2 separate regions of the Mus musculus genome follow, and region 1 is linked to region 2. Evidence: chromatin contacts called from public Hi-C data. All regions are on one chromosome and are shown on one strand. The core of a region is the stretch at or near the end of the contact, and the rest is flanking DNA. Distances in the headings are between cores, read along the strand shown.

Region 1 (3,172 bases), core at 595-3,094, 190 kb after region 2:
TGTTGCCCAAGCCACTCTAGTTCCTTAAACAAACACATCATTTATTTCCCTTCGAGTTAAACATTATTCTACTTCTAATTAAAGAACAACACTCCAACACGCTCAGCCCATTTTCTGGTCTTATTGAAGACCATTAGATATATATTAGGTTCTGTAAATCTAGCGAAAACTTACTGATGAGTACATTTTTTACAGTTTGCGATTGGAGCTTCAGGAGCTTGGGCTCTGGCAGCCCCAGAAGGCTAGGATGGATCCTCCATCCATCATATCAATTAAAGGAACATGGTAGAGAAAACAGACAAAAGAGGTTTATCGTCTTTGTTTTCCTTTCGTTTCTCTCTCTCTCTCTCTCTCTCTCTCTCTCTCTCTCTCTCTCTGCAGAGTGTTACTATGTAGCTCTGGTTGGCCTAGAATTCACTATCTAGATCAAGCTGTCTTCAAAGTTACAAAATATCAACCTGCCTCTACCTCTCAAGTGGTAGGATCAAGAGTGTACCACCATGCGAGACTTTTTTTCAATGTGGCCACATTAGGAGACAAAGAAACAGCCCAAGAAAAAGAACAGTGACCCACACATCCATATACAACATACACACAAAGAGTGAATGTGTATGAAGGGATGTCAGAGGACAACTTGGAGGAATCACCTCCTTCCACCATGTGGGTCATCTGGCTGATGGTAAATGCCCCTACCAGCAAATCATTTAGGTTTAAACAGAGGATGGATTCTGGCAAGGGTCAAGGTGCAGCAGTGCGCAGACCTGGCTGGCCTAGAATCTGCTATCTAGATCAGTCTGGCTTCAAACTCACAAAAAATGGATCTACCAAGGTCAGGAGTCTTGATCGAGGTGTGGCCCTGCCTGCCACCCTTTCAGTCTGAGTTCTGCAAAAGTGGTCAGAAGGTCTTATCTGAGGGGACAGGTCAGTTCTCGGGTGATGGCTACCCCCGCGTCCTCTGGAGGAGGGGTCTGCGCACTGAGCTTCTACTTCTCCTGGGAGCCAGGATGACTGCAGGTTTCGGAGCAACTTCAGTGTCCTCTGCGAAAGTAAAGGGGATGGAGACACACGCAGAGATGGCGTCCTGCCTTCAGTCACCTGTGGGCTCACACGAGAAGTCAGGACAAAAGCGGCTTCTCGGGGGCTGTTTCAAAACCGACACAAGGCAATACTGAACACAGCATTCAGCTTGTTCCCACTGACGAGGCCCGTCAGACCTGCCTAGGCCTCATGAGCAGCTGGAGGCCAGAGAGAAAAGCATGACCTATGATGGTTATCTCAGTGAGGACTTGATGAGATTTACTCAGACTGAAGGCCGCAACTTGAGGGTTTGGAGGCCAGAAGTTTGAAATTGTAGGTTATAAACATTGCTATTTGTTTTTAGTTTATTGTAGCTAGGTATGATTGTATACACCTTTAACCCCAGCCCTTGGGAGGCAGAGGCAGACAGACCTCTGTGACTTTAAAGTCAGCCTGGCCTATAGAATGGGCTCTACGTCAGCCAAGGCTACATAGTGAGAACCTGTCTTAAAAACAAAACAAAAACAAACAACCTAAACAAATATGTATTTTTTATTTTATTTTGTATGCATGTGTGTATAACAGAAGTGAGGGGAGATAGAGAATTCAGATGTAACTGTGTCCCTGAGGTTTATTTGACAGCCTTACTTCTATACCCCGAGTTTGATCTCACATTTCTCTCTGGGACCAGGAAAATATAGGGGTGCTGGCTATTTCAGTAGGATGGGGTCCCAGGAGCCCAAACTGAAAGAGCCAAGTGGAGCTTTAGACGAACCGAGTCTCTGGGTTCACGGCCTGGCGAAGGCTGACCCCTGGTGGCTGCACGGAGCCTTGCAGCTGCAGCCTGCTTAACCTGGCTAGGGCTCTTGCAGACCAAGAGTGGTTGTGAGGAAGGAAGCCAGTAAATGAGGCGGGTTTCGAGCCACATGGTGCTTTTCCAAAGTCTCGGCTAGACAACAAGAGGCAAACATCGTAAACTCATATCACTAGCCTTAGGTAATTCAGGAGCAGTAAGGATGCAAGCCTGGTCCTTGGTCCTGTGAAGGCTCGATGCCCCAGTGTAGGGGAATGCCAGGGCCAGGAAGCGGGAGTGGGTGGGTTGGTGAGCAGGGGGTAAGGGATAGGGAGTTTTTGGAGGGGGAAACCAAGAAAGGGGATGATATGTGAAATGTAAATAAACTGGGCAGTGGTGGCGCACGCCTTTAATCCCAGCACTCGGGAGGCAGAGGCAGGCGGATTTCTGAGTTTGAGGACAGCCTGGTCTACAGAGTGAGTTCCAGGACAGCCAGGGCTACACAGAGAAACCCTGTCTAGAAACAAACAAACAAACAGGAAGGAAGGAAGAATCTAATTTTTAAAAAAGTGAATGTTCTAAACAGTATGAAAAACAAACAACAACAACACTGAAAGCCTGGGAAAGAGTGGGTGAGTTGGTTGGTCAGGTTGGTTTGGTTTGGAACTGCCTGCTTGTTTCTTGAGGCTATGTGTCTCTGTGTAACCATGGAAACCTCCAACTTAAAACTTTGCTGAGGTCTTCCGGTCTCAGGCGCTGCGGGAGCCGCGGGTTACCGTGCAGACGTGGCCAAGTCTAAGAACCACGGCACACACAACCAGTCCCGCAACTGGCACAGAAATGACATCAAGAAACCCCGGTCGCAAAGATACGAATCTCTTGAGGGGGTTGACCCCAAGTTCCTGAGGAACATGCGCATTGCCAAGAAGCACAACAGAAAGGCCTGGAGAAGATGCAGGCCAACAATGCAAAGGCAGTGAGTGCGCGCGCAGAGGCCAACAAGGCCCTCGTGAAGCCTCAGGCCATCAAGCCCAAGATGCCAAAGGGCCCCAGCCGCAAACTCAGCCATCGCCAGGGCTTTCATCGCTCACCCCAAGCTTGGGAAGCAGATTCGAAGCTACATGGCCAAGGGTCGTAAGCGCTGCCAACCAAAGCCCAAGGTTCAAACCAAGGCACAGGCCAACGCTCCAGCTAAGACCCAGGCTTCAGCTCCAGCCCAGGCCCCCAAAGGTGCCCAGGCCCCTGTGAAGGCCCCAGAGAAAAGGCTTCTGCCAGTGTGAAGACAGATGGACTGCTGTGACACACCTACCCACACACTATTTGCAAATGACCAGTGTCCTATGCTGCTTTTACAAATAAACT
Region 2 (2,925 bases), core at 237-2,736:
AGAGATGATAGGTAGATAGATGATAGATAGATGATAGATAGATAGATAGATAGATAGATAGATGATAGGTAGATGATAGATAAGTAGATGATAGGTAGATAGATGATAGATAGATGATAGGTAGATGATAGATAGATAGATAGATAGATAGATAGATAGATAGATGATAGGTAGATAGATAGATGATGGATAGATAGATGATAGGTAGATGATAGATAGATAATAGGTAGATAGATACATAGATACATAGATAGATGATAGGTAGATGATAGATAGATGATAGGTAGATAGATACATAGATACATAGATGATAGGTAGATGATAGATGATAGGTAGATACATAGATAGATAGATGATAGATAGATGATAGATAAGTAGATGATAGGTAGATAGATGATAGGTAGATGATAGATAGATAAATAGATAGATAGATAGATAGATAGATAGATAGATAGATAGATAGATAGATAGATGATAGATAGGTAGATAGATGATGGATAGATAGATGATAGGTAGATGACAGATGATGGATAGATAGATGATAGGTAGATGACAGATAATAGGTAGATAGGTAGATAGATACATAGATACATAGATACATAGATAGATGATAGATAGATAGATAGATAGATAGATAGATAGATGATAGGTCGATGATAGGTAGATGATAGATAGATAGATAGACAGACAGACAGACAGACAGACAGACAGACAGACAGGTAGATGTTGGTGGGAAAGCTGAGACTGAGACCTTGTGTTCCATGTTAGTTGCTGCTTGTGCTTGGGCCAATTTGAAAAGCAGGGATGTCTGACTTAGGCCTCGCCTGTGAGTGCAGGGGTGGGTGTCTGTCTCACTCCAGTGTCTGGTGACTGGATACAGAGGCAGGAGCCAGCCAGCCACAGGACAAAAGTACTGCCTCCCATCATCCTAGGCAGGCTTGCCTGGCCTGCCTTTTGGGACCCGGGAGATGATGTTCTTTGTTTAATGGCAGGGAGGCTGAGGGCTGGGGAGCCTCAGGGGCCAGGGAAGCTGAGAAATGGGACTGAATTCCATGGGGCAGGTCAGTGTTTTCTCTCTGACGGTGATGAAGATGTCATGCAAGACCTTGTACATGTACACACACACAGCGAGCTCCTTACCTCTGAGCCACAGTCCAGCCTCTAGCTAGGCCAGCGCTTTTCAACATGAGAAAGGTTTTGTTAAGCTGTGAGCAAAAAGCAGTTCCCTGGAGCTCTGTGTCCTGGCATAGATTTCCTGCTGGGGCTGCTCTCAACCCCCACTCTGTGCCTCGTCTCTGGGATTAAACTCTTCTCTCCTCACCAGAAATCATTCAACAAACTGAGTTATTAAAAGCCGGGTAACTACTCCTGCCTCCGAGTAGCTCCGCTCCACAACCTCTCCTGGGGAGCCGCTGTCAAATGCAGGCCCTCTGGAGCTCGCAGGGAAGATGACTCATTTACATAGAGTCAGGCTCTATCCTGCACCCACCCCAGCTCTGTCCCTGTCTCGGTGATGACTAATCCCCTTCAAAGATGAGATCAGCACCCCTCCTGCACCCCCATCCAAGGAGCAGAACCCCAGCCTCAGCCCAAGACTTTGGGCAGAGACAGAACCTAAAACCAGACAAGGCCTTGGCTGAGGCAGAAGTGTGGCCAACAAGAACACAGGGTTAGGAGCAGCTGGCTGCAGAATTGTTCTACTGCCTGTTAAGCCCCGCTCCTTGATCACCCCACTTCAGAGAACTCTTATGGTGCTCCAGGGATGACCAGGAAGAGTCTGGCTGACCCTCAGAGAGAGAAAGAGAAGGGATGGGAGAAGGCAGCCCCTAAATACCATGGTTCTAGAAGGGAAAGAAGTCTGTTTGCTGGGGAAGATTCAACTCCCTTTAGCCAGGCCCTTATATACATCTCCATGTATAGCTTCCTCCTGCCCTCCTGTGTAGCCTCAGGCTGCCTTGGGGGCCTCTGTGTCCAGGCTGAAGAGACATGGTACTTACAGAGAGAGGGGACAGAGCCCCTAAAAGCTAGCTGCCAGGTTCTGGGGATGCCTCGGTGACCTACAGAGATGCACAGTCTTGGTCTTTTTTGATTATGGTGTTCTACATCTGCCAGCAACCCCCCACCCCTCCACAGATGGTGAATTGTTGAATTGTTCATAGTAGACAAGAAGGCACAAGGAAAATAGACCCACTGCTACATCCAGAGAAGTACCCAGGAGGGTCCACAGAGAATCCCTGTCTACCCTGCTAACCTGCTGACATGCCCCATCTAGGGGCTGGCAGACAAGTCCATCAAAGCAACTACCATATCAGCTCAGAGCCTCCCTGAGAGTCCGGCAGGGGTCAGCAAGGGTGGGATTACCATGGCTAAGCTGATGACATAGGGTGGGCTGGTTCTAAGTGCAAACTCTGCTCTCAGCCGCTGTAGCAGGAAAGCCAATGACCATGTGTGGTAGAGGAAGTAAGTGGAACCTTGGAGTGAATGAAACCTTTGGAGCCCCAGGCCTAGCACCCCATTAGTGCTTTCGGAGGTGCAATCCAGAGCCATTACACAGGCTTGGGGAAGGGCCGAGTAGGAAAGAACATAGAACACAGGGCACAGTTTGTGAACCCAAAGCCTTTCCACTGTCTTCTCGAACTCCACCCTGCCCTGCCCCCCAGCCCACAAGTAAAAGGATGAAGCTGTGGTCTTGCTTCAGTACACATACCTGACCATCCCACACCGAGGTTTGCTGTGATCAGGATGCTACCCTAGCTCTGTGGAATAAGTTTGGGGATGGGGGCTGAGGTGGTTTGAATAGGAATGGTCCCCCCCGTAGGCTTATAGATTTGGATGCTTGGTCACTAGGAGATTGGTGCTATTAGGAGGCATGGCCTCGTTGGAGTGCATGTGGCCTCACAGGAGGAAGTGTGTCCCTCAGGATGG

The links. A called contact is a pair of places that touch in the nucleus more often than the background predicts.
Region 1: a Hi-C map of embryonic stem cells shows a contact between it and region 2, with 2.7 times the contacts expected there. The contact joins two enhancer-like sites. A contact is called at or near these places in 2 of 39 promoter capture datasets (both in embryonic stem cells), 2 of 15 datasets of contacts at CTCF or cohesin (embryonic stem cells and pro-B cells), 107 of 484 Hi-C or Micro-C datasets (the AtT-20 cell line, B cells, the BV-2 cell line and 46 more), 3 of 115 datasets of contacts at active chromatin or transcription factors (all in embryonic stem cells) and 1 of 9 other capture datasets (embryonic stem cells).

The regions. Positions count from the first base shown.
Region 1 is chr17:87,947,332-87,950,503 of GRCm38.p6, forward strand. No RefSeq gene overlaps it. Among named protein-coding and RNA genes, the nearest start is that of Msh6, 26 kb to the right of the region's middle. Within about 2 kb of position 1,845, at least 27 of the 459 cell types and tissues checked have an H3K27ac peak or open chromatin away from gene starts, as enhancers often do. A contact at or near this core is called in pancreatic cancer cells, where this site is marked.
Region 2 is chr17:87,761,920-87,764,844 of GRCm38.p6, forward strand. All of the region lies in intron 1 of Kcnk12 (potassium channel, subfamily K, member 12), which reads right to left. Among named protein-coding and RNA genes, the nearest start is that of Kcnk12, 35 kb to the right of the region's middle. Within about 2 kb of position 1,487, at least 57 of the 459 cell types and tissues checked have an H3K27ac peak or open chromatin away from gene starts, as enhancers often do. A contact at or near this core is called in pancreatic cancer cells, where this site is marked.